Linked DNA regions of Mus musculus: regions 1, 2, 3, 4, 5 and 6 are each linked to region 7. A link is a contact called in public HiChIP or PLAC-seq and promoter capture Hi-C data. All regions are on one chromosome and are shown on one strand. Each heading gives the region's core, a stretch centred on a gene start, on an enhancer-like site or on the middle of the called end of the contact. The rest is flanking DNA. Distances are from core to core; before and after follow the strand shown. Region 1 holds the start of Adcy4 (adenylate cyclase 4). Region 2 holds the start of Gmpr2 (guanosine monophosphate reductase 2). Region 3 holds the start of Nop9 (NOP9 nucleolar protein). Region 4 holds the start of Nynrin (NYN domain and retroviral integrase containing). Region 5 holds the start of Nfatc4 (nuclear factor of activated T cells, cytoplasmic, calcineurin dependent 4). Region 6 holds the start of Tm9sf1 (transmembrane 9 superfamily member 1). Region 7 holds the start of Bcl2l2 (BCL2-like 2).

Region 1 (3,210 bases), core at 94-2,593, 900 kb before region 7:
TGTCAACTTCATCTTTCTAACCTCTGAACCCTCTCACCATCACCTCCTCCTTTCCTCTTAAAGGGCCACCGGCTCTCGTCTTCAACAACTGTTCTGAAGTGCAGATTGGGAACTACAACTCCTTGGTAGCACCACCAAGAACTACTGCCTCAAGTTCGGCCAAGTATGACCAAGCACAGTTCGGCAGGGGTAGGGGCTGGCAGCCCTTCCACAAGTAGACTTCAGAGAATCACTGCAAGAGCCTGAAGTGTGCCATTCAGCGTGGCAATAAAAAGCACGTTTTAAGCAACCTGGACTGGCTAAGACAGTCCTTGCCACTTCCTGAAGCTCACAACATTCTGTGAGGACAGTTGGACCTACACCCAAACTGACTCTTGACCCATCTCCTTAAAGTCAATAAACATAGCATGTTAACTGTGAGAGAGTCTGAGGTGTCAATCCAGGGCATCAGGGATGGACAGCCAGGAGCTGGCTACCCTGGAGGGGGGGGGTGAGGTGTGTGTGGGGGGAGTTGGTGCTACAGGAAAAGGGGACCTGGGGACCAGATATTGAGATATAGGCCACCTCCTGGCTCATAAGGTCAGGGTCCAGCTGGTGGCAGGAAGGAATCAGGGGCTCTGCTCTCTAATGCTCCAGTCTCAGGGTAGGGTACTTCCTCCAGAGCTCAGGGCTGATACCACCCTAAGCCTAGGCTGACAGGAGAAAAGTTCTCCCTTTTCTCCTTGATTTTGAGCACTGGGTTTTGGGGCCCTGGTGAAGGAAGGTGTCTCAGGAAATTCGAAGGCACCCCAGGCTTTCTAGACCACCACACACCTGCTGCACAGACCTCCTGCACCTTGCTTTCCTAGGCATGGCAGCAGGGTTTTTTGTTTGTTTATTTGTTGTTTTGATTCTCTGTATCCAAGAATTGATAACTATATCCAACAAAAAGGAACACCAACTCAAGGAGCTGAAAATGGCCAGACAGTTCACACTTGGCCACATCAGAGGGACCAAGAGTGAACGGGAAATGTCACTCCTGACCTCGCCCACACCCCGGCCCCAGCTGGTACCAGGACACCCCCCCACCTCCCCGCTTTCTCCCAGGCTTTCCTTGGCCTCCCCACTTCCAAATGTTGTATCCTTATCTTGTCACATCCCTTTGTCGTCCCCTTACCCCGTTACCTCGTGTTTCTCCCACGGCCCACCTGCTCATCGACATCGTCGTCGTCGTTAAAGAAAGAGAGAAGGTGATGATTAGAGAATGCAATCTGAGCATGGGAAGCAGCCAGGGGAGTCAGGCTCCAGAACGGGAAGGGGCTGGGCTGTATCGCGGGGAAGTGGGAGGGGGCCTTGGCGCCAAGAGGGAAGTGCCAGTCGCCCGGCAGGCCCTGAGCCACTAGCAAAGCAGCGAAGGTGAGTAGTAGCCATCCCACCCAGGTTCCCTCCTGGAGCCTAGCTTTGCTGAGAGAACTTCTGGAGCTTGACCCAAAGCGGTGAGTCTGCGGCACCTTCTTCTCAGCTCCAGCCAGGACACTAGCACGGTATGGTTTGTGGGAAGGATAAAGAAGTCCTGTCACAGCTGGGAGCCCTGTGAGAGAGCACTTAGCAGGGAACCCTATTGCTGCTGAAAGCTTAGTGGCTTGCCCGAGAGTGGCTTCGGGAGAGATGGGAAAGCGCGGTGGTCCGGGCCAGGTTATTGACTCAGCGCCCTGTGATCCCTAGGGCAGGGGCTCCGGGCTGGGGCGGGGAAGACCATGGCCCGCCTCTTCAGTCCCCGGCCTCCTCCCAGCGAAGATCTCTTCTACGAAACTTACTACAGCCTGAGCCAACAGTACCCACTGCTGATACTGCTTTTGGTCATTGTGCTCTGCGCGCTGGTGGCACTGCCCGCCGTCGCCTGGGCCAGCGGCAGGGTAAGATGGGCTAGATGTGGGAGCTCTAGGCAGGGGCTGCCTCGGGCTGGGGACATTTGAAGATCTGAGATTTGCGAGGTCTTTTAGTTAATAATGTCTTTGCTGGGAACCAAAAACGAAGCGTTGAACCTCGTCATGAATTGTGACTCTGGTTACATGTGACAGAGCTCTCCACCCTCTAAGCTTAGTCTCTGGGTCTATACTAGGACGTAAGTGAGTCCCGAATGCTTCTCGCTGTGTTCTATTGGTTCTCGAGTAAATCCAACACCGGATTTTCCATTTTTCCAGAGAGGAAACTCTACTCATGTCCCTGGGGAGAGTCATTTCCTGACTTTTTCTCTATCCAGATTTGGGAATGTGGGGCTGCTAGCTGTGCCCACAGACTTCCAAAAGATAGTTTTTGCCTTCCTCCATCTTTTTTTGTTTTTGTTTTTGTTTTTTCGTTTTTATTCTGGGCAAGAAAGGGGAACTATTCCACTCTGGGTTTCCCTTTCACTCCTGGGAGGAAAGGTGGGGCAAATGACTGGGAACTAACCCTTGTCTACCCCAAGTCCTGAAAGAGGAGGGACGAGAGGTAGGGTAGTACTGGGGCTTATAGGTTAGAGGAAAGGCAGCCACTCAGAACTCAGTGCTGGGGGGGGCGAGGGGTTGCAGAAACTTGGGCTGCCCTGGTAGACATTTGTCAAGTTTAGTGGTTTGGCTTCAGGAGAAAGGAATTCTTTCTCCCAAGCAAATTAGCCATTTGGATGACATTCACTCCGAAAGCCAAGCGATGCCACCGTTCTCCTTTACCTGTGGGGATAGCCGGGCAAGTCTAGAGTCCCTTGGCTTGAGAGATAGGGACAGGAGGACCAGGAGCTCAAAGTTCTCAGCTGCAGTGAGTTGGAGGCCAGCCCAAGCTACATGAGCCCCTGCCTCCAAACTAAATAAGCAAACAACAAACAAACAAACTCTAACACACCTGCAATGTAGAAGAGCACAGGCTTGCAAATAGCCAAGAGTAGCCCGGCCTCCTGGGTAGCTCTCCCTCGTCCCATGCAAATGTCTGAGATATATTAGGTGGAGCCAGGTGACACTGCTGACCTCTGTGGATAAAACAGTAGGGTTTTAGAAATTTCTCTTGGCTTGATCTAATGTGAAAAACACGTGTCAGTGGCCCCTGTTTCCTTGTGTATGGTTTTTTATATTATTATTCATTTATCTGTGTGTGTGTGTGTGTGTGTGTGTGTGTGTATGTAGGTCAAAAGACAACTCAAAGGTATGAGTTCTCATCTTTTACTACGTGGATTCTGCAAACTAAGCCAGAACATTTGGT
Region 2 (3,623 bases), core at 211-2,710, 790 kb before region 7:
TCAGCAAAGCACATTATGTTCTCAAAAGTGCCCAGGCAACTATCTACCTTCTCAACTACATGCATAGAGGCAAGTGATATTACTGTCAGGAGCAGTGTCTTCCATTTTCAAAGGGAACAATCTGTATTTAAGAACAAAACTTCCATTTGGGATAGATCTCAGAAACTCCCAGGAACCTAAAAGAACCTTAAAGAAGTGAAAAATTAAAATAATAGTAGGCATACAAGAAAACTAATAAACTCCTTTTTTCTGTAATATCCCAGGTTGAAAATTTTTAAATACTCAAAACAGTATTTAATTTCTGGACTAAACAGTGACTGCTTAATGTTCAAACAATGACTGACTGAAGAAATGCATGTGCTTGGGTTGACCTGGGTGGGCACTGGAAGAATTTGGTAAAGTATATAATTTATGGGAGATTATAATAAAAAAGATGAAACAGATCTAAATTTGAATCTCACTAGTTCAGACAGATCTTTGAACTGATCAAATGGTTCTTAGTAATGGAAAAAAAAATAGTAAACACAACATTCTGTTAATTGCCAGAGACTGGGAATACAGATGCAATTCCTCTGTAGCCGCTAGCTGGGAGAAGATCTGGTAGGGGGCATAAGGTTAATCTCACCTTACAGAGAACCCTAGCCATTTCAAAAGTGCCCACGGTATCCATATTGGCAGCAATGACAGGGATGCCACTGTACATCTGCTTTGAGTTCCGGAACGAAAATGATCTTGTGAGCTCTACCTGCAGACATTAAGAGGACATTAAGATTTCATTCATTCAGAAAATATGTATCGTTCTCGAACCTGACAGCTTTCTTGGACCTGGTCCATTAGAAGCTTGAGGTAAAAATAAATAAATAAATAAAAACCAAGGAAGACAACTGGCTCACCTCACTTCGAGACTTAAGAGTGCTGCGTTTGGGCCTCAACAGGACATCCTTGAAGTCAAGTTTCACATCATTATCAATATGAGGCATGATGCAAAGCTGGAGTTAGATTTAAAAAAAAATGAGGCTGTAAGACTGGGAAGTAACAAAGTTCGCCTCTCACGCTTAAACTGTGTAAAGTCAGATCAGGGTGTGGTTCTTCAAGTCTCCCTGGGACCATCCAGTGTCTGGATTATCCTAATGCTTCAATCCCAGGTATGATTTTTAGGGAGAATTGGGAAGAGATTATGGTTCCTGAAGGTGCTTCCTTACCTAGTTACTCTCCCTTTTTTCGCCCCTGCAAAGGGCAACTTAGAGTAAGAAGCTAACTTAGGGATGAGAAAAGAGATTTTAACCAGCTTCCGGCATAGCGGTACTCACTTCCTGTTGCTTTGACTCAGGTGGCAGTTGACCAAAGATTCTTTTGCTTAGCAACTAGCCGCGTGCAGCCTCGATGAGCCTTCAGGGCCACTCGAACGAGTTCCGCTAATTGCAAACTCGACTACCCAAGGAATTCTAGCTTCGGGCGCTGTGCAAGGCCTTCTGGGTAACAGAGTCCACACACTCAAGCTGCCGTTGAGTGCGAGCGGCAGAAGAACTACAACTCCTAGGATGCAAAGGACAGAGCTGCCTCCAGGCATGATGGGACAAGTAGTTTGTTCCGTTCCAGCTCGCCGCTAACACCAGTTCGGTGGCCACGCGCGGGGTCTCAGGGCGCCGTCTGGCTGTTCCTAGCCGACTTGCCTTTCTCTTTACAACCCCACTGACACAGAACACGAGGGCACTCCTGAGCGTTTCGGGAACCCGGTGGAAAGAGGAGAGGGTGGGTCCAGAGAGTGACCCGGAAGCAGAAGTGTTCCTTGCCGTGGAGTGCTGGGAAGCGGCAGCGGCAGCAGCGACCACAGCGGGAGAAGCAGCACTCTAGCCGCCTGCAACCCCAACCTGGGAAGAAGATGCTAATTAAAGTGAAGGTGGGAGCGTTTCCAGACTTTCCAAGACTCGGTGCAGGGTTGGCCGCTGCGCCTTAAGGGAGAGGCGGGAAGGAAAACCATGCCTTTCCTGAACTTGGAGGGCTGACACCCTCGGGGCCCTGCGCGAGGCTTGATGGGAACTAGGGGGACCCCGGGAGGCTTTGAGCTCTGGAGGCCGATCCAGCCTGAAGACTTCGGGTCTTACAAGGAAGCCTGTCCTACTTTCTTGCCAGTCTGTATTCAGACCCAGAAGGAGGCAGCGTTTGTCCTGGTCTCACTGTATTCAAGCCCTTGCAGTCATAGAGAAGGCCTGGCAGCAGCTTGGCTCCTCACTCCAGAATTTTTTGGGAAAGCTTTGTCCCCTGTTCTTCATGCCTAGATTGTATACTTCTCTCAGGCCCTAACACAGGCTCCCTCCAGAGCACAGCACTGATTAGAGTCTGATGAAAGTGAGGGCCTTTCAGTAGCTAGACTACGAGCCAAGGTTAGTGTCTCACCCGTCTTACAGTAGCTAAGCTCGGAGTGGTACTAGGCACCTTCTGTCGGAACTGGACATTAAGAACTAGCCTCATTTCTTTGGCTAATTTAGGCTACTTATCGATGCGTTGGTTCTTGGTACTCTGTCTTCAACTCCCGTAGATGTTCAGTTTTAAACCCATCAGGCCATTCTGCTGTACATTTAGACAGAGACACAAAAATGATAATAATGAGGAGGCCTGGCATTAATCTGACCTTTTCATTGCTGTGTTCAGTCTATCTTCAGTTACTGGACACGTCAACTATTAGCCTTTTTTTCTACATTCCTTCCAAAAAAAACTTTAATTAAAGATTGAAGTCAGAGGGCAAGTTGATGATTACTGTTTTTCAGACATGGGTAATCTATGAATTAGCAATAGGTCTTTGACTCTTTTTGTTTGTTTTGTTTTGTTTTTGGAGACAGGGTTTTTCAGTGCAGCCCTGGATGTCCAGAAACTCACTCTGTAGACCAGGCTGGCCTCGGACTCAGAAATCCGCCTGCCTCTGCATCCCAAGTGCTGGGATTAAAGGCGTGCGCCACCACTGCCCAGCAGGTCTTTGAGTTTTAAACACCATTTTATTCTTTGTTTTTAATATATACAACACTGTGTTTTGGGTAGGCTCAGACTTAATGGATCATAAGAATGATAGTCCCTCCCTGTTCAGTGGATCTATGATGGCGGTGGTGGTGGAGGTGGAGGATTACTTGGGATTTTGAACCAGCCTCTGTAGCCTAGGCTGCTCTCAAGCTTGTGGAGATCCACCTGTGTTAGCCCTCTAATTGCTAAGACAAGCAGCCCACCCCCAGCCCCCCATCCACAGTCTCACAGCCTGCTGCATGTGAACCGCCAGAGGCTAGGATTACAGGCAGACATCGTCTTAATATTGTCTAACTTCTGTTCTGCAGCACCTGCCTATTCTTTTTTTTTAAATCGCATCTTTAGTATATGTGTGTGTATGGGTGCTGTCCGTGCTTATATGTCTTGGCACCTGTGTGCCTGGTGGTGCCCAAGGAGGCCACTAGATTCCCTGGAACTGGAATTACAGGTAGTTGTGAGCCACCATGTGAGTTCTGGGATCCAAATCCAGCTCCTTGGAAAGAGTGCTCTTAACCACTGAGGCATCTCTTTAGCCCCACTTCTATCTAATATTAATCCCTTTGTCCATCTCTTTCTTGCACACACACATACACACACACACACACACA
Region 3 (3,467 bases), core at 314-2,813, 860 kb before region 7:
GCACTTGGGAGGCAGAGGCAGGTGGAGCTCTGAGTTCAAGGCCAGTTTAGTTAGGCATGGTAGCAGCACAAGCCTGCAATCCCAGCACTTGGAAGGCAGGAGCGAGCAGGAGCATCAAGGCCAGCCTGTGCTACAACCCAAGTCAAAAGCCAGCAGGGCTATCTGGGAGACTCTGTCTCCAAAGAAAGTATCGGAGCCGGGAAGGTTATGATAAGAGTGATTGCTACTAAGCCTGACAACCTGAGTTCAATACCCAGAACCCACATGGTGGAAGGGGAGAACTGACACCCACAAAGTCGTCTTCTCCCCTCCACAAGAACACTCCAGAAGGCACACACATTCGAGTGTGTACACATGCCCAGACGTATTTAAAAAAAAAAAAATTCTTACTCTGAGTTGTGGAAATAAAAATGTGAAACACATTGCTCCCTCTGTGTCTCTGCTAGTAATAGTTGGTCCTTGAATTCAAGTGTATCCATCCTTACTAGGCACACTATACTTTGGCCTTCCAGGTTCTGCCCCAAGGGTCTGCTGATTCTTTACGGTCAAGTTTCACCACAAAGATGAACTCTTCTGTTTACTGGCTTCGGAACTTCCTGACCACTCCTGCTCACCAACCCCTCTTCCCTTTCTTACAGTACTTACCAGACGACTGGGAGCCACGGGGCTTGCCTCTCTCGGACTCCAAAAGAGTACCTCCCAAGACCTGCAGCAGAGTTCTGACCACGAAGCTGCCATGCGTGTCTCCACAGAAGAACAGAAAATCATCACACACTTCAGCGGCTAGTCCCAGGACTAGCTCCTCCAGAGTTTGCGAGGGACCACCCTCCTCCTCTTCCTCCTCCTCCTCCTCTGCCTCCGCAGGACGCCTCAGCAATCGAGGTAGCTGCAGCAAAGCACTTTGTAATACGTGGACCCCACACCGATGACAAGCCACGAAGCGCAAGTTGGGGCGCAGAGCGGCCCACACTCGACACAGGGGTTTCAAAGGACTGAACCCCAAAAGCTCCTGCAGCATTTCGCTACCAGTCCTGTTCGTGGCCAAGGCTAGAGCCTGAGCCTCCACTTCCTTCAAAATATTGCGCGCCATCAACTCTTTAAAAAAAAAAAATGGGGTCATAAATAAACCGTTAGGCTGAGAGGAGGAGAAGACTTACCCATCACTTAGCCAAGACCTCCCCTGAAAGTTCGGCGTGTGGGTTTTCCACTTAACCCACGGCGTTAGCTGCTCCTACCTCGTTCTTCGGCGGCGTCGGGAGCCACTTTTAGCGCTGACAGCGCCCGTCGGAAATATCCAAGAGCCTCCGGGCTCAGATGCGGGAGAGCCTCGGGGGCCTGCTCCGCACGCGCGGCTGCCGGCAGCCGGGGATAACCATCGCGGCCGGGAGGGGGACGTCCCGAACCCCGGGCCGCGCGTCCCCGCCGGCCGGCACCCGAGAACTGGCGTCGCGCTTTGTGAGCGGAACGCGGCCCCAACCCCATGCGTGCTTTGGGACCAGCCGTTCACGCTTCCCGGTTGCAGCTCCCACAACCGCCGGCGCGCTCCGGACGCACGGGGACGTCATGAGTCTGCGACGGGGCGGGCGGGAGGGCATGATGGGCGTGGCTGCAGGTCGCCCTTCCCCATTTGCGGACTCCACCCCACTGGGTCTGACCCTGGAACTCCAGGGCTATCTTTGACTGGTTCCATATCATCGTTATCCGCACCCGGACTTCCATCCAGGCACGCACTCCAACGTGGCAAGAATCAAAGTTCTCAAACTATAGATCTGGCGATCTGGGCAGAAAGAAACCCAGAGGCTGCGTCTGCTGCTGGTAAGGCTCTGACCACTTCAGGGGTCAGGGATTCGCGGTTCTCCGTGGGTCTGGACGGGTAGCCAGAACTCCAGAGAGCCCAGGACTCTTCGTGGCCATACCCTGTTAGGCTGCATTGCCAGATTCCCTACCAAGTCAGCTTCACTCAGAGGTTCGTGATAGTATTGTGTGTAACGCTGGAGAGTCCTGGGACTCTCCTAAAAGGACAGCCTGGCCTGAGACTTTGACTCAGGTATCCTTCTGTCAAATTTCTCTCCCCTCAAAATAGTCCAAACTTGTCTAGCCCTCACAGAGACCTGGATTCAGCACACAATCTACAGGATTCCCTCAAAGCGACTCTTTACCTCCACAGATATCCCCTTTGATGTGAGTCATGGTAGCGCCTATGAAGGGCCAAGTGTGTGTGGTAACTGGTGCCTCCAGGGGTATTGGCCGTGGCATTGCCTTACAGCTTTGCAAAGCAGGTGCCACAGTTTACATTACCGGCCGCCATCTGGATACGCTTAGAGCTACTGCCCAGGAGGTAAGTGACCACCTGAATTAATCACTGTGATTACTATACCCCCCCCAACAAATCGCAATGTTTACTGAATACCATAAATAATAATCTAGGATTGATTTTTTTTCTACCAAGAGAGCTTAATGGGAAGAAAAATCTTTCTGTTTGAGAGTTTCAGGTTTTGCAAAGAAAAAAAAATTGTACTGGTGGCTTCCTCTAATTTTCCTCTTCCCTGGCATTGGGTTTTGCATGCCTTTGATGCCAGCACTCAGGAGCCAGAACCTCTCTGTGATTTCAAGGTCTACATAGTGAGTTCCAAACCGGCTACAGAGTGAGACCTTGTGGGGAGGAAAAAAGCCGGCATGGCATGCATGCCTATATAACCCAGCACTGGAGACATTGGGCCAGGAGATTTCAAGTTGAAGGTCAGCTTGAGCTATGTAGTAAGACCCTCTCAAAAAAGCTCTTAGGCTTTAGTTGGCTTAGATTGGTGATCCAGTTAGAAGACGATTTAAGTTTTAGATAGTTCACCCTGGCTGGATTGTGAAGAAGTGACTTGAAGAAAAAGACTTGAAGTCAGGCGAGGCATTGCTGCAGTTTGAGCAGGACAGAAGCAGGACCCTGGGCTCACCCCTGGAGAATAGGTACTCTTCTTCCTCTGGTGGGAGGGTCACATTTTTCAGAGGCAAGGCAAAATAGGAAGTAGCAGTAGTTTATGCCTAATAGCTTTAGTTTTTCACTGTGGAGTCAGAGCATTGGTTGAGTGAGGGAAGGAGCAGAGGCTGAGTAAGAATTCCAAGTGAGCAGCAAGGGAGTCGGAAAGGACAAAGAGGATGGTTACTTCTGTCTGAGAGTGGACGCCATGCCTCATCTCTTGCCTGGAATTAGCAGAATAATTACAAAGTAAGGTCTTGCATATGGTAGCCCTCAGTGAAAGCGGATGTTAAATCTGAAGTCCAATGTACCTTGCTCTGTTGTGGGAGGTGCCATTGTGGTGAAATTCCTAAAGCGGACACCAGAGGGAGCCATTGCATGGCCATGTCCCAGCTGTTGGCTGAGTCCTGAGCTCTCAGTTCCTAAACTTCACTGGAGTTCGGAAAGTGACACTGCTGTGAACTCATCCTCGCTGTCCCTCTCCAGGCACAGTCCCTCG
Region 4 (3,600 bases), core at 294-2,793, 970 kb before region 7:
TTCAGTCTCCATCTTTAGGGAGGCCCTGGTCAGCTGATTAGTTCTCCATGAAGGCTGAGCTGTGGTACTTTAACAGTAACGGAAAAAAATTAAGAACATAAAGAACCCAAAAGCCTCTTCTTAGCTTATCCTACACCAGCCTCTGAAACTAAGGGGCCCTGCACATCTGTTCTCTGGGCAGACACCTCTCCCCTCCCCCAGCACCTCTGTCAGAACTGGAAAAGTGCTGATGCAGCAGCTTAATGGGCGTGTTTAGGGAGAAATTTCCCAGCCTCCCCTTCCTTCTGCTGGCTGTGTTCCGGGCCTCCCCTACCTAGGCCCTGACCAACTGAGATGTGGGTAGAGCTTCAGCCAAAGGGTTAAAGACTAGCTTGTATCCGAGAGAAGGGAGTCCAGAGCATTCCTACTGGAGAAGATAAGGGAATCTGAGGGAGTAGGGGGCCCTTGGGTGTGACTGAACCAGAGGGAGGAGCCCAGGCAGAGAAGCCAAGATGAGCGTAAAAGGGACAAGCTGCAACCTGGCCTCTCCAATATCCAGCTCCATACAGCAGGCCCTTTCATCTCAACGTCCATGATTCCCTGGCATCCCAAGGCACTGCCTTCCAGAACAGATGCATCCTACTCTGCCGGCAGGGTCCTAGGTTCTACAACCTCCACCAACCTACTCCTTCCTGACTCTGATGACTGAGGCAGACCCTCACCCTCTCTCTCTCTCTCTCTCTCTCTCTCTCTCTCTGAGTCCTACTGCTTCGTCTATAAACTGCCAACGCCACTCTACAAGTGTCTCTAGGGCCCTCCTCTGGTCCCAGTACTCAGAGAAACCGCCCAGGATTTAAGCAGACAGAAAGAACGGAGGCCTTCCAGTGTCTTGGTGAGAACAAAGACATATGTTGCAGAGGCCACAAAAATGCAGGCCCTTAAACTGATCCCAAGATGGAAAATCTGGGCCTGTTTCTGACCAGAGAAGGCTGGTAGAAAGAGACTCTCAGCAGAGGTTCTCTCAGCACACTTAAAGGACAGAAGTGACATGTAAGAGAGGGGTGGGGCAGAAGGGAAAGAAGGAAGCAGAGGGACAGAGCAGGGGCCCCGCAGATCTGGAGGGAGGGAGGCCCAGACCCTGCAAGCCAAACAGCAGGACAAGCTCAACACCTCTGGGGACTCTTGACTGTTCAGGAGAGAGGGAGAGGATCTGACTAGGAGGGAAAGGAAAGAACAAAACGAAGCTGTTTACCTTGGCTTTGCCCGTATTTTCCCGGGGCCCCTCCAGCTGCAGCCAAAAGTAAGGGGTGTCAGGACGGCTCTGGAAAGCGGTCACCTTGACCCTGAAGATGCGCTGGACTTGCAGCCGCTGCCGGTGTACCCGGGGCTTCGATTTTGTCTGCACCATGAACCATTCCTGCGCTGGGGGTTTACCCCCCGACAAAAGCATGGCTGTCCCTCCGGCCCCTGGAAAGCGTGAGAAGTGTCACGGGTCCCAGCACCGAGGCCCCCAGCCACCTAGCCCTGCAGCCTAAGCCACGCCTCCCCTCCTTGAGGCGCGCCCCCCGCCACCGCCTCCCTGCTGTGGGTTCTGCGACCCACCCGCCAGCGCTCCGCGCCCGCCCTCCCAGCTCCGTCCCTTTCCGCCGCAGCACGGGAGACAAACCCTTCCTGCTAAGGGTTGTAGCTAGGGGTGGGACCGAGCGGATTCCCGCCGCCCTTCCTCCCCCTCAACCACCACCCCCTCCTCCCCTTCGACCTCGAAGCCAGGCCCCCTGGATAAACTCGCCTGAGCTGCTGGATGGCTTAAAGGGGCGCTGGAGACTGAGGGAGGGAAGGAGAGGAGGCTGGGCGGGAGGGAGAGGGCCAAACAGGGTCTTGGAAGCAACTGCCTTCCACCCAAGTTTTGTGTTCAGGGGTCAAAGTTCCTTCCTCGAAGGAAGGAAAAGGAAGGATTGAAGAGTTGATCTCTGAGACCCTGGTTTTAGATTCCAAGCAGTGTTCTACACACACACACACCACATACACACCACACGCGCACACACACCACATACACACCACACGCACACACACAAACACATCACACACACACACACACATGATCCTTGGTCGTCTGGACTTCCCTTGAAAACCCTTTACTACACCCATCTCTTTGTGGCAGGAAAGGGTTAAGGGAAAATGGGGTGGAGAGACCACAGAGGCTAGGGCCTGTAGAAACTATGGGCTGGAGACCAAGCAGGACGTAAAGGGTTACAGCTCTGACCCCCACCCCCACTCTAGTCTGGGGACCGCCTGGAACTGGCTCTAGGCCCAGGCCCTGCGGAAGCCCCCCAGGGCTGGAGGGGCAGGGGGTTAGCTGCCAGAGTTTTCAGGCTCGGGTTGTTTAGGAGAACCCCTTTTTTTAGCAAGTGTGAGTTAGAGTGTGAGGAGCCAGTGGGAGGTAGGGTCTCCAATCATCCTTATCCACAGCCATATGGTTGGCATCAGTGGTCCAAGACTAGCCCTGGGCTGGGGACACTCTCAAAACCCGAGCTGCCTTGGAGACATGCTCAGTACAAAGAACACTTTATGTGGTCTTGTAGCCTGAAGTAGCCTGGCACTGGGAAGGCACAGTCTGCAGCTGGGGCCTCGAGAGAACCTTACTTTCCAAACAAACCAAGAGTCACAGTCTGACAGACACAAGTATGACCTGACCCACGGGAACAAAGGACAGCTATTTTTTTTTTTAAACTGAGTCCTTTCCTAGGACATCGGTGTTACAGAGCCACCGATGTGTGTATGTATGCAGGCCAGTGGGGAGGTGCACGCTGTGCAGAAGGGGCCCAGGGGGAAAAGATTCAGGTTACTGCCAGACTAGACTGGATGGTCAAGCCCCACCTTTACAAGGTCTCATCCCTGGAATGGAATTCAGAGAAATAAAAGGTGGGTCTGTGGGGTTCTGGGTAACGAGTTCTTCAACCCTGCCCCTCCAGAAGGCTTTGAAGTCAGAGGCTGTCTGAGTGACCCCACTTCTCTCCACTTTCCCTGCCTTTAATTGTACTATCAAAAGGCAGGCTTGGCAGGGCACATCAGAAACTCCGGGTTTGCAGAAGGCTGAGCCCAGAGGCCCTGACTCAGAAGAGGATGGAAGGGTGTGCCTCAGTTTCCCTTCCAGGAGCAAGGGAGCCACACAGCCTCTCCCCACCCCTTCTGTTAGTGATGCTAAATTCTTTCTGCCAGGGCTAAAGATGTCAGGGAGAAGCCCCAGGTTTAATCCTATGTTCAAAGAGGCCATGCAGAGGGCAGAAAGAAGCCATGCATAAGACACTTCATAAACAGATCCTTTTAAAGCAACTTATTTAAACTTTTGTGCTTGGTTGCTTTAGCTCACAGACATGGGGGTAATAGTCCAAGGCCCAGGATGGACATCAGCTCTCACAGGTAAACTTACATAATTCAGGCAATGAATTACATACCAGCGTAGCTGTGTACAGTGTACTGCGACACTTGCTAACTGGTAGTCAGTCTCCTTTCCCAGATCTTGTCTTCCTCCCCATCTCAGCTCAAGCCAATGTGTCCTAGAGATTCTCTACCCTAGAAATTCTCTCCTCCTGGACTCAGCCCTTACCACCTGCTAACCCA
Region 5 (3,580 bases), core at 237-2,736, 940 kb before region 7:
GTGGTGAGTGCATCCCTGGCCGAGGGGGTGGGGGTCGGGGAATCCCAATAGGGGCAGCACCATAAGGAAGGGGTTCCCCCAGGGCCAAACGACAGCATGGAGGGGTATCCTCTGAGTCCAGCTCTGTCAAAATGGAAGGGAAGTAGAGGGAGAGAGAGAGAGAGAAGCTGGTGAAATGTCTACGTTTCTCGGATGGTCAGCCCCTGAAGCCTGATATGCTTAGCTAGGAGAGGTTCCCCTAGTCTCCGGACAAAAGCAAAGTTGAACATCACAAGACAGAAAAGAGATACAGGCATGCCAGGACCTCATACTCTAACACTCTGGTCCTGGGCAGGTGGGCTGGGGTGGTTTGGGGAATTCTAGAGCCAGGCCTGGAGGTGTGCTTGCCCAGGCTCTGGGCTGGGCTGGGGGCGACTCACACATGAACCCAATTAGCGACGGTTCCCAAACCCCCAAATGGTGCTGGCAGAAACCCCAGTTACCATCGCAACTGTGGCCTGGGGGTGGGAGGGATGGGGGCATGTCTGTGGTGACGAGGGGAGGTGACTCCTCCCTCGCCCCCCCCAAAGGGGGCGGGGGTGCAGTCGAAGGGTGATGCGTGCGGGGCCCAGCCAACGGGGGGGGGGGGGAGAGGGGGTAGCGGGCAGCGCGGATTCCGTGCAAGCGGCGGCCGCCGCCCCCGACTCGTTCCCCGCCATCTGCCTCTCATTGCGGCCAGACAGGGGGAGGGGGAGGGGTGTCCCTGCGCTGCCCGAGGGAGCCCCCAGCCCCAGGCGTCGCGTCTGCAGAACCAGGCCTAGGTCCTAAAGCCTTTAACTCCAGGGCCAAACCTCCCCTTCCCAAGCCGGCACCTCCGGCTCTTGGGGGCCAAGGTTCCCTTCCGCACCCCATCCCAGAGACAGTCGGCCTAGCCGGCAGGCGGCGCATAGCCAACAACACCCCCACTCCCACCCCAGTTAGGACCTAAAAAGGAAAAAAAAATGATGCCGTGGCCCCCAGCCTCACTTCCACAGCCTTGGTAGTCCCTCAGCTCCCTTCATCCTCTGACCCACCTCACCCTCTCACACACCCCAGGCTCCCAAACTGGAGATTTCCTGGCCCTTCGGTCACTGGCCAAAAGACCCCTACCCAGCCCCGCACTAACCTTCCCCAGGACCCCCAGGGCCCAGCGGGGGGGGCTCCTTTTCCTCTCCGAACACCAGCTTAAATTCCAGCTCCTCATCCTCGCAGCTTGCGGCCCCCATGGATCCGGCCGGAGCCCCCAGGTCCCGCCTGGGTGGGAGGGGGAAGCTCTGGACGCTGCTGTAGCTTCACGCGAGGGTAGCTCCCTCCCTCCCTTTCTCTGAGACGCCCCCTCTTCTGTCGCTGCCGCCTCCCTCCGGACGCCCCCTCGTTATTATAGAAACTTTTCCAAACTTTTTTCTCCCAAACTTCTTCAAAGCGGCCCCCCCCCAGCCTGTCTCTGATTGGTTACCCGGGATGCACCGGCCCCTCCTCCATGGATGAGATGGGAAAACCACGCGCCCCTAGTTCCCCCCCCCCCCGCCCCCGGTCATCTCTCCAGTCCCACCCCCTCCAAAGAGGGAGAAAAAACTGAATTGGAAAATGGTCCCTTCAAACGTTATAGAACCCTAATGGTACCTATTGGCCCACAGTTGTGACAATCATTTCCCACCGAAAGCCCAAACCTCAGCCTATTTAGTCCCAGCGTAGGGGGTGGGGAGGTCCGGGTCCCCTCGCCTTAAAGAGGCCATATTTTTGTCACCCGTCCCCCATTGTAGCAGGCCCACGGTACATTCTGAAGAGCAGGATAGCCAAAATCTCCCAAGAAAGGGCACCTCACTGTCCTTTCCATCCAAATCTTGAGTTGAAGAGAGATCTGGGATTGAGAGAGGCTCTGAGCTGCTCTGTAGAGGAGGCCATTCCTCCACCCTCGCTGAGACCACTCTACCTGGACCTCCAAGGAGCCTTTGCAGTTCTTAGCCACCACCTCCACAAGCCACCCCCCACCATTCCCTTAAGATGAAGAACTTCTAGCTGTCCCAGAAGCCTCTCAGAACTTTCGAACCCCAGGAAGCCTTTGAAGGCCCATAGCCCGCTGGGCGTAGATCCAGGCCAGGCTTTGCTGATACCCTTGTCCCAGCCACCTAGATAGGCCATTAATTAGCCTTGGAGGAGATAGTCGGCTCCTTCGTCCCAAAAGCTGCAGATCTCTGGGCTCGCTGATCCCAAGACGTTCTGCTCCCGGCCATCCTAAATTCCTGGCCGGGTTTAGAAAAGGCCAGAAGCTAAAAACTTAGGCCCACCGGCTGGACACCTGTCACCTGGGCAGGGAAGGAAGACCCGGTCAGGAGTTTCTAGGAAGGGCGAGCATAAAGAGGTCCCATTTGGAAGAGAAAGAATAGAACGGGAGATTCTTGATTCGGACTGGAGGCGCTGCAAGACAGGGGAGCAGTCACCATTCTCCTTGCATGCTTACCACATGCTCCAAACTTCCCTAATAAACCTGGCAAATCTCCAGTCTCTAAATCTCTCAGGCTCCGACCCGCGTCCCCCAACAGCAAACCCCAGTCCAGCACCTAAAGGGTTAAGCGCCGGCCCTCTGGTCAGACGTTTACAAACACTCGGGAGCCGGGCGGGGACCGCGCCCATTACTCTAATGAGAAACAGGCTCTGCGGGGCAGAGGGAAGGGGGGCTGGCCTGGCGGGCCTCAGCTCCTTGGCGGCGGAGGCGGCGCCCCTCCCTCCCCTCAGTCCTCCCTCGAGCCAGTCCTGGGGACCCCCCCAGCCCCCGGGGACCCCAGTGACGTGCGGCGCTGCCCCGGCTGCAAGCCCAGGGCCGCGAGGCGGGAGGGGCAGGGAGGAGAAGCTTGGCGGGCGGGAGAGAAGAATGTTCCGAGGCCGAGCCGGGAGAGGGCCTGGTTTGATTCCCCCCTCCCCGCCCCCCTCTCTCCCCTTGGGTTCTTCTCAGGTTACATTCCCGTCTTGCTTCACCTCCGAACTGGAGGAACTCACGGTTAGGGGGCGCGAGGAACACCTCGAGAACATCTACCACCCTGCACCTAAGAGAAGGGTGGGCAGAGGTGGGAATCCAAGGAGAACAGACCCGGAAACTCGGCCGGGGCCCTGCTCCCTCATACCCCCCGCTCAGCGGCACAAGCAGACGCGCACATTCTTTTCAAATGTCATATTTCCTTTGATCCTGGGCAGTGTTTCTCCATATGTCTGGCTCAGCCTCTGCCCAGCAAACCACCTCCCCACCCACCCCGCTTTGTTTTCCTGGAGAACCCTCCCCCTTCCCTCGTCTGGAAGACCAGGGCTGGCTGACTTCGACTTTCTTTCCCTTCTCCTCCCAGTGACTCAATTTCCCCACCGTGGTGTTGCAAAAGAAAGGAGGCAGAAGAGAGAACAGTTTGGCGCGAGTGAGGTATTAATGTCAATGATTTCTCAGAAAGACAAACTATTTTGGAGTAGGGCATCTTCTATTGCAAACTCTCCAGTCTGCCGAAGCTTAGACAGAGGGACAGAACATATGACCTCTGATTTGTCCACATTGGCCTTGAGGTCGAGGACTGGTAGT
Region 6 (3,397 bases), core at 367-2,866, 760 kb before region 7:
GTATGGGGCCTCTACATCAAGAAAATGATGGAAAACAAAGAATCAGGAAACAAATCAAGGGAGCTTGCGATTTGAGAGGTGCTAAGAGAAGCTTTGATTTCTGGCTTCACTGGGTAGGTCATCCAAAGAAAACTCCAAAGCATCTTAAGTTATTCCTAACCACAGAACTCAGTCAGGCCTGCCTCAGTACCGCAAGCCTTGCACACACTTGCAGTCCCAGCTACTCGCGAAACCGAGGCAGGGCTATTGCTTCGGCAGCAGTTCCAAGGCCAGTCAGGCAACACAGCAAGACTGACTGTCTTGAGGAGGGCAAAGGGGTCAAAACAAAAGCCACTGTGTCTGGCTCAAGCCTAGCTTCCTAGACTCTAACCGCTTCAGGACAGTGGGTGGATCAGAAAAGAACAGTCGTAGGAGTGAGGAAAGAATGGCTGCTTGTGATTTCTCTCAGTACTTGCTTCCGCCAGAATAGAAAAATTGAAGTCAGCTTCCTTCCGTTTGCTCCCATGTTGCCAAGTGAAAGTCACTGTTCAAAAGGGGCAGAGCCCCTTCACAACAGCTTGAGCCAGACAAAAGTAACGCGTTCAAAGAAACCTGCAAAGTTAGGGAGAAGTCCAAACGTCCCACAGACGAACTTGGGAACAAAATGACGGAAGTGAGATGGTACCTGTAAGCTCTGAAACTCTGAAGGCGGAGACTCAAAAGACCCCGGGTTCGAGGTCTGCAGGGACTCCACATTCAAAAAACAAAACAAAAACCTACTTCCGATCAAAAACCGCGCTGTCGGGCTGGTGAGATGGCTCTGTGGGTAAGAGCACCCGACTGCTCTTCCAAAGGTCCCGAGTTCAAATCCCAGCAACCACATGGTGGCTTACAACCATCTCATAACGAGATCTGACTCTCTCTTCTGAAGTGTCTGAGGACAGCTACAGTGTACTTACATATAATAAATAAATAAATCTTAAAAAAAAAACGCGCTGTCAACCCGCACAACTTGCAGGGTGAAATGGCAAACTGTAGGTGCACCTCACCTACCTCCCGCATGCCTGTTGCCAACAATAACCGGTCCGTGCCTCCAGAAAGCCTCGGAGGGGCACCTTTACCAAGGTGTTGGAGGCTACAGGTCCCTGGCGTGGGAACGCGGCACAAAGCCCCGCCCCGCCCAGGTTAGGGACAACTTTCCGCGTCCGGGCCGACCTCAGCAGCCGGGGGCGGGTGCCGCGCTCCCGCTCCCCAGCTGTCTCTCTCCATCCTAGAGAGGACAGCCCAGCCGCGCGAGAGCCCGTGGGAAGCCGCCCGCGACACACCGGCGAGCATCGCGGAGCTCTTGGCTCAGGAGAAGAGCCTTCCCGCCTTCCCGGAGCTGAGGTCCCCGTCGGCGAAGGCGGAAGTGGTAAGACTGACGTGTCCGGGCTGCGGTGCTGCTCGCCGGGACGACCACTGGCATCGCTCGGTGGCTCGGGGAGCGAGCATCGTGGAATCCGTGGCCGGGCCGGATTGCGGGCGAACCAGAGCTCTTCCAGGAGCATTCGAATGAGCCGAGGGCGGACGCCGGCGACGTGGCAGCAGCCGCGGCAATCAGGCGCAGCGGCGGACAACCCGGAGGAGGTCCGTCGTCAGGTCCTCCGCAAGCCTACCGCTCCGGCGCCGCTGTCTGGAAGACCGGGGCAGAAGCCCAAGGGCAGCTACGGGGCCCCGTGAGGCCACTGGCGCCTCTTTGGCCAGCCGGTACCTCGCAGTGAGGACCCTGGAGCTGCGGCGAGTGCCCCTTCCGTAGCAGCGAGCCCGCCGGGCGTTGCTATAGAAACGGGTTGGCACGCGCAGCCCCGGGCTGGGGAGGCCTAGAGGCGTGAACCCTAGGTTGGGAGTACTATTGAGTGCACGCCAGGCCCCGTCTTTGGGATAGATAAGTTCTGTGGTGTGGGGATCGGGAGGCCGAAGGGAGGAGGTGGAGCCAATGGGCACTTGAGAGACCAGAACCGGGTCATCATGATTTGATTCCTAGTTTCTGTAACCACGGGATTCCCCCAACAGGTTCTGCTGCCTTAAGGATGACAGTCCTAGGGTACCCTCGAAGTTGGAGCTGCCATTGTTTGCCAGTCCTGATACTGTTGCTGGGCATAGGCCATGGGCCATGGGTGGAAGGTGTCACACACTACAAGCCCGGCGACCCTGTCATTCTATATGTCAACAAAGTGGGACCCTACCATAACCCTCAGGAAACTTACCACTACTATCAGCTTCCAGTCTGCTGTCCTGAGAAGATCCGCCACAAAAGTCTTAGTTTGGGTGAAGTTCTGGATGGGGACCGAATGGCCGAATCTTTGTACGAGATCCGCTTTCGGGAGAATGTGGAGAAGAGAATTCTGTGTCACATGCAGCTCAGTTCTGCACAGGTCAGCTGCTCTCCGCGGTACATATCACTCAGCCCTCCTTGCTAGGGACTAAGGGTGCCTTGCATCTATGGTACCTTTATGGAAATTATGTTTGGACTCCAACTACAACCCCGTGTACTTGCTTAGATGTTCCAAACTGACTTTTCAAGATAACATGGATCCAGAGATGCAGAGCGGGGAGCTTAGAGCCTAAGGCTCTTCGCTGTCAGTAATAGGTCCCAGAGTCCTGTGCAAGTCTCTCTCCTTCCGTACATGCCTCTGTTTTTTTCCATGACTTTTTTTTTTACTTTTTAGCCTTCCCTGTTACTTTTCTTTTTTTTCCTTTAGCAAATTTTGGAACTTCTTAATTCCAGTCTTTTTATACTTTGCTCCATTTATTTTTCTGAGACTTTATCCTAGCAAAGAGATCCTTGTTCTTTTTTGGGGCTAATATACCAGAATCAGTCAGTGAGTCTCAATGGAAAACAGTTTTGTACCTAGGTACTTTGGCAGTGTATAAAGACATTTGGTTTGGTTGGTTTAGGGGTTTGTTCTTGTTTTGAACATTGAGATAAGGTCTTACTATGTAGCCAAGGCTAGCCTCAAACCCAATAGTAACCTTCTAAGTGCTGGGATAACAGGTTTGTTCTATACCAGATCTCTACCCATCAACTAAGATAGGCTTTCTCTATGTAACAACAGCCCTGGATGTCCTGGAACTCTCTCTGTAGACTAGGATGGCCTTGAACTCACAAGAGATCTACCTGCCTCTGCCTCCCCAGTCCTGGGACTAAAGGCGTGCACCACCGTAGCCCATCTTGGAAATAATTTTGATTGTCACAGCTCAGTGGTACTATTGGTATGTAGTGTGTAAGGATCAAGGATGCTGACCCCTGCCATGCACAGATCAGTATCTCCCTACAACACAGAATTAGCCAAACCAAAATAGGAGTACCGCCAAGTCTTCAAAACCCTGTTTAACTCTGCGAGGCTTTGTGTAACCGACTCCTGGCTTGTTCTTTACA
Region 7 (3,335 bases), core at 833-3,332:
AGTTACCAGGGCCCCCAGTGCCACGGCCCCCGTCAGCACTGTCCTCACTGATGCCCAGTTCCCCTCCCGCAGACGCCGTGCCTCCTCCAGGGCCCCGTCCCCGTATAGAGCTGTGAACTCCGCCTGTGGGAGAGAAGGGAAGTAGAGAAAGGAGAAAGGGAGATCAGGAAAGGATAGTGGAGAGACGAGGGAAGGAAGAGTTCCAGTTCCATCCACTGTGAGCACTGCCCCCATCCCCAGCTGCTCCAGCCGAAGCTCTACTGCACACAAGCCCCTCCGAACCCCGTTCCTGGCTCCTCTGCACTGTCTACGTGATGTCAGCCCCATCCCTTCCATGGCAATAAAGTTCCGTTCAGAACTGGCATCCTTTGCTAAGGCTTGCCTAGCCATGACCCATCCCTGACCGGCCTCACCACCCATACTATGTACGCAGGGGTCACAATTATTCGCTGAAGGTTCTCTGTTTATAAAACTCTATATTCAGTCTTCTGCTTGGGACCGTGAAGCCCATCCAGCTACTACTACATGGTAGCCCTGGAGTACTGTGAGCTTGATGCTCTCAGTCTGATTCCACTTAAATAAGGGAACTCAGCCCTTCCCAGCACAACCCCAGCCTCCCATCAGAGGCCCTATTTTCCCATGAAGACCAACTTTGTAGAGGGATGCGGAGAGCAGCAATTGAGAACTTCTTACCCAGCCCCCACTGCTGTGGATCCAGTCAGCCAGACGTGTCTCCAGGTAGGCCACCATCCAATCCTGCACTTGTCCCACCAAAGGCTCCATTTCTTTGTTGACACTCTCAGCACACAGGGCAGCCCCAAAGACAAAGAATGCCACAAGACGGCCCCAGTTAGGGCCCCCTTGGAAAAGTTCGTCGGAAACCTGGGTGAAGCGTTGCTGGGCTGAGCCTGGGGTCACGTGTAGCTGAGCGGCCAGGTCAGAGAAGGTGCGGCGGAAACGGGTCTCAAACTCGTCTCCAGCAGCCCGCATGGCTTGGTGCAGCGGGTCGGCGGCTGGGCCTTCCCCAGGGCCAGCTCCACAGACATAACCCTTCTGCCTCAGCTTATAGCCTACAAAGTCAGCCACTAGAGCCCGTGTGTCTGGGGTTGAGGCTGGGGTCGCCATCCGGGCGGCTGAAAGGGGCAAGGATGACAGACTGACATAAATATAAGGAAATTATTGACAGAGAGCAAGAAGGGACATTTCCTATTTGATCAAGCTCCTGAGATAGGTGAAATGCTCAGAGGCACTGGGCAGGGCCAAGAAAGAGCAACGGATTTAAGTCATGGGGAGGTTCAGAGCATAAGCAGCTGGCCACGTATAACATGTCAAATTAAGTGTGCAACAGGAAATCTTATTTTTAGACTACTTCAGATTCCTTTCATACGACAGCACCAGCTGTATGCCACCTCTATACACACACACACACACACACACACACACACACACACACACACACACACACACACCCCTTTTTGGCTATAGGAAGGGGCTTAAGACCTCCCCAGGAGCATGATGCGAAGATGTTGGCAGAGGCACAAGATAGGGAGGAGACAGGGGCTGAATAGGAAGATGGGAAAAGCCAAGGGCTGTAATGGGGCAGAAAGGAAGAGGACACTTACCCAGCCTGGATGGCAGCTCTTAGGACCCAGTGCTGGTGGCAGGGAGCCCCCAGCTGAGGCCTTTCATCCTCCCGGCTAGAGTGGAGCCCTGAAAAGGGGAGGGAGAGAGAACTAGGTGGGAAAGGCCTGGGTCTGGCCCGGAAAGAACTGGAACTGCAGCGCCTGGGACTGGGCCCCTACCTCCAAAGCTTTGCCAGCTGTGGGACCGATTCCGTGTTTAATGACTGCCCTCTTGGGAAACCCGGGACCACGGGCTTCCTGCCGACACCATCTCTATTCCCGGTACCCCCAAGAGCAGCCCAAAGGCCCAGCTCCTCCCATTCCCCCACCCTTAGCTGGTCTCCAACCCCGCCCGCCAGCCAGGTTAAGGAATCTCACGGGTCAGGCCGCAGCCGGGATCCGGAATCCGGTTGTTTCCTGGTGGAGGAGCTGGGAGGGAGGGAGGGAGGGAGGGAGAAAGGGAGGAAGGGAAGGAAGGAAGGAGGGAGGAGGGGAGGGCAGGGAGGGAGGGCCCGGCGCCGGGTGATGATGGGACACAGAGATGCGTCCAGAGAGAGGGGCGGGGCTGGGAGGCAGGGCTGGGAAGAGCCACAACTCCAGGAAGAGAGGGCCATTGAAGGGCTGTTCAGAGGCCATAGTGACCTGTGCCGGCTGCCTGCGAAGCCCGCAGTGTCCCCAGAGAAACACACCGGGCCTCAGCAGCTCAGTGCAAATTCAGCATTTCCGGAAGGTCTCTTCTGTTCACGCACTTGTTGAACTTTCCAGCTTGGATTGCGTGCCTAGGAAAAGCAGAGCAGTTCCTATTAAGCTGGGAACAACCTCTTGCCCTTGTGGGGCTAGTAGAAACACTAAACACAAAAATACTTCCCCTCAGGACCTTTAATGCAGTGGGCTCTTCCTTGGCTGGAGTTTCAGCTAGGTATCAAGGTGTCAGGCCTTGGTTTACAGTGTCCACAAGCAATCTTCATCTTTTGTAATCAGATTGATTTTCTTTTCATTTGTTACCCACCACAGGAGTTAATTCTTACTATTTAAAACAAAAATCAAACAATAAAAGGCACAAATTGATACAAGCTTACTAATCTTACACACCCTCTCTAAATACAGGTTACCAATGTTGGGTTAATACCTGTTTTACAGATTACATATATCTATAATTTACATGTGAATATCTACATTCACATATACATGGATTATATATACATTTATCCATACACATATGTTTATATAAATATGTGCTTTTATATATACACATACAATATAAATATGTTTATAAGTATAAATATATATGTTATATATAATTTATAAATGTATCAATATACATATAAATATAAAGTATATCAGTATAGTATATGTAAATATTTTTATATTTTTATATATTCCATATACATATTTATAATATACACATATATGTATATATAATATACATATATCTATTTATATGTGCATTTATGTATATATATATATGTAAAAATATGTATATATAAAAACCGAGTGTGTGTGTATTTTGAAACATGGTTTCTTCTCTGTGTAGCCCTGGCTGCCCTGGAACTCACTTCTATAGAGCAGGCTGGCCTCGATCTCACAGGGATTGGCCTGCCTCTGCCTCAGACACTATGGGATTAAAGGCCCGAGGCACCACTATCCAGCATGTGATAATATCTTTCTGTAGAGCAAGTTTCCAGGGCAAGAAGCTTTCTGACTACAGCAGAT

What was found. Promoter capture Hi-C pulls out the DNA fragments that hold promoters and counts their contacts. HiChIP or PLAC-seq counts read pairs in DNA pulled down with a chosen protein or histone mark. Capture Hi-C pulls out chosen DNA fragments and counts their contacts.
Region 1: a contact with region 7 is called in a promoter capture Hi-C map of liver, with 3 times the contacts expected there. The contact joins the promoter of Adcy4 here to the promoter of Bcl2l2 in region 7. A contact is called at or near these places in 3 of 39 promoter capture datasets (cranial neural crest, liver and pre-B cells) and 1 of 9 other capture datasets (liver).
Region 2: a promoter capture Hi-C map of liver shows a contact between it and region 7, with 3 times the contacts expected there. The contact joins the promoter of Gmpr2 here to the promoter of Bcl2l2 in region 7. A contact is called at or near these places in 15 of 39 promoter capture datasets (the 3T3-L1 cell line, 3T3-L1-derived adipocytes, the HPC-7 cell line and 10 more), 4 of 484 Hi-C or Micro-C datasets (B cells, muscle stem cells, pre-B cells and 1 more), 6 of 115 datasets of contacts at active chromatin or transcription factors (astrocytes, bone marrow-derived macrophages, embryonic stem cells and 2 more) and 2 of 9 other capture datasets (adipose tissue and liver).
Region 3: a FOXA1 HiChIP or PLAC-seq map of pancreatic cancer cells shows a contact between it and region 7. The contact joins the promoter of Nop9 here to the promoter of Bcl2l2 in region 7. A contact is called at or near these places in 3 of 39 promoter capture datasets (the C10 cell line and liver), 1 of 484 Hi-C or Micro-C datasets (the C2C12 cell line), 1 of 115 datasets of contacts at active chromatin or transcription factors (pancreatic cancer cells) and 1 of 9 other capture datasets (liver).
Region 4: a contact with region 7 is called in an H3K4me3 HiChIP or PLAC-seq map of craniofacial prominence, with 4 times the contacts expected there. The contact joins the promoter of Nynrin here to the promoter of Bcl2l2 in region 7. A contact is called at or near these places in 2 of 39 promoter capture datasets (the 3T3-L1 cell line and maxillary cranial neural crest), 1 of 115 datasets of contacts at active chromatin or transcription factors (craniofacial prominence) and 2 of 9 other capture datasets (adipose tissue and embryonic stem cells).
Region 5: a promoter capture Hi-C map of second pharyngeal arch cranial neural crest shows a contact between it and region 7, with 4 times the contacts expected there. The contact joins the promoter of Nfatc4 here to the promoter of Bcl2l2 in region 7. A contact is called at or near these places in 4 of 39 promoter capture datasets (the C10 cell line, cranial neural crest, pre-B cells and 1 more) and 1 of 115 datasets of contacts at active chromatin or transcription factors (embryonic stem cells).
Region 6: a promoter capture Hi-C map of hippocampal neurons shows a contact between it and region 7, with 7 times the contacts expected there. The contact joins the promoter of Tm9sf1 here to the promoter of Bcl2l2 in region 7. A contact is called at or near these places in 13 of 39 promoter capture datasets (the 3T3-L1 cell line, the C10 cell line, cranial neural crest and 9 more), 1 of 484 Hi-C or Micro-C datasets (B cells), 6 of 115 datasets of contacts at active chromatin or transcription factors (astrocytes, embryonic forebrain, embryonic stem cells and 3 more) and 1 of 9 other capture datasets (embryonic stem cells).

What each region holds. Positions count from the first base shown.
Region 1 is chr14:55,782,205-55,785,414 of GRCm38.p6, reverse strand. Adcy4 (adenylate cyclase 4) reads left to right here and starts at 1,343. Exons shown (of 26, transcript NM_001361604.1): 1 at 1,343-1,523; 2 at 1,705-1,895. The coding sequence starts at 1,737. Ripk3 (receptor-interacting serine-threonine kinase 3) reads left to right here. Exons shown (of 10, transcript NM_019955.2): 10 at 64-420. The coding sequence ends at 218. It overlaps Gm32092 (a long non-coding RNA gene), which reads right to left and starts at 1,336. Exons shown (of 5, transcript XR_874644.2): 1 at 1,165-1,336.
Region 2 is chr14:55,670,072-55,673,694 of GRCm38.p6, reverse strand. It overlaps Gmpr2 (guanosine monophosphate reductase 2), which reads right to left and starts at 1,460. Exons shown (of 10, transcript NM_177992.2): 1 at 1,311-1,460; 2 at 894-989; 3 at 626-745. The coding sequence starts at 980. It overlaps Nedd8 (neural precursor cell expressed, developmentally down-regulated gene 8), which reads left to right and starts at 1,815. Exons shown (of 4, transcript NM_008683.4): 1 at 1,815-1,900. The coding sequence starts at 1,883.
Region 3 is chr14:55,743,789-55,747,255 of GRCm38.p6, reverse strand. It overlaps Nop9 (NOP9 nucleolar protein), which reads right to left and starts at 1,563. Exons shown (of 10, transcript NM_026403.3): 1 at 1,236-1,563; 2 at 646-1,095. The coding sequence starts at 1,482. Dhrs1 (dehydrogenase/reductase (SDR family) member 1) reads left to right here and starts at 1,572. Exons shown (of 9, transcript NM_026819.3): 1 at 1,572-1,815; 2 at 2,168-2,338; 3 at 3,455-3,467. The coding sequence starts at 2,189.
Region 4 is chr14:55,852,058-55,855,657 of GRCm38.p6, reverse strand. It overlaps Nynrin (NYN domain and retroviral integrase containing), which reads right to left and starts at 1,543. Exons shown (of 8, transcript NM_001040072.1): 1 at 1,232-1,543. The coding sequence starts at 1,429.
Region 5 is chr14:55,822,701-55,826,280 of GRCm38.p6, reverse strand. It overlaps Nfatc4 (nuclear factor of activated T cells, cytoplasmic, calcineurin dependent 4), which reads right to left and starts at 1,486. Exons shown (of 10, transcript NM_023699.3): 1 at 1,145-1,486; 2 at 1-123. The coding sequence starts at 1,244. It overlaps Gm41159 (a long non-coding RNA gene), which reads left to right and starts at 2,692. Exons shown (of 3, transcript XR_874646.3): 1 at 2,692-3,083; 2 at 3,357-3,427.
Region 6 is chr14:55,641,590-55,644,986 of GRCm38.p6, reverse strand. It overlaps Tm9sf1 (transmembrane 9 superfamily member 1), which reads left to right and starts at 1,616. Exons shown (of 5, transcript NM_001360063.1): 1 at 1,616-2,393. The coding sequence starts at 2,049. It also overlaps a transcript of Tssk4 not described here.
Region 7 is chr14:54,882,172-54,885,506 of GRCm38.p6, reverse strand. Bcl2l2 (BCL2-like 2) reads right to left here and starts at 2,082. Exons shown (of 4, transcript NM_007537.1): 1 at 2,001-2,082; 2 at 1,623-1,710; 3 at 694-1,133; 4 at 1-123. The coding sequence starts at 1,125.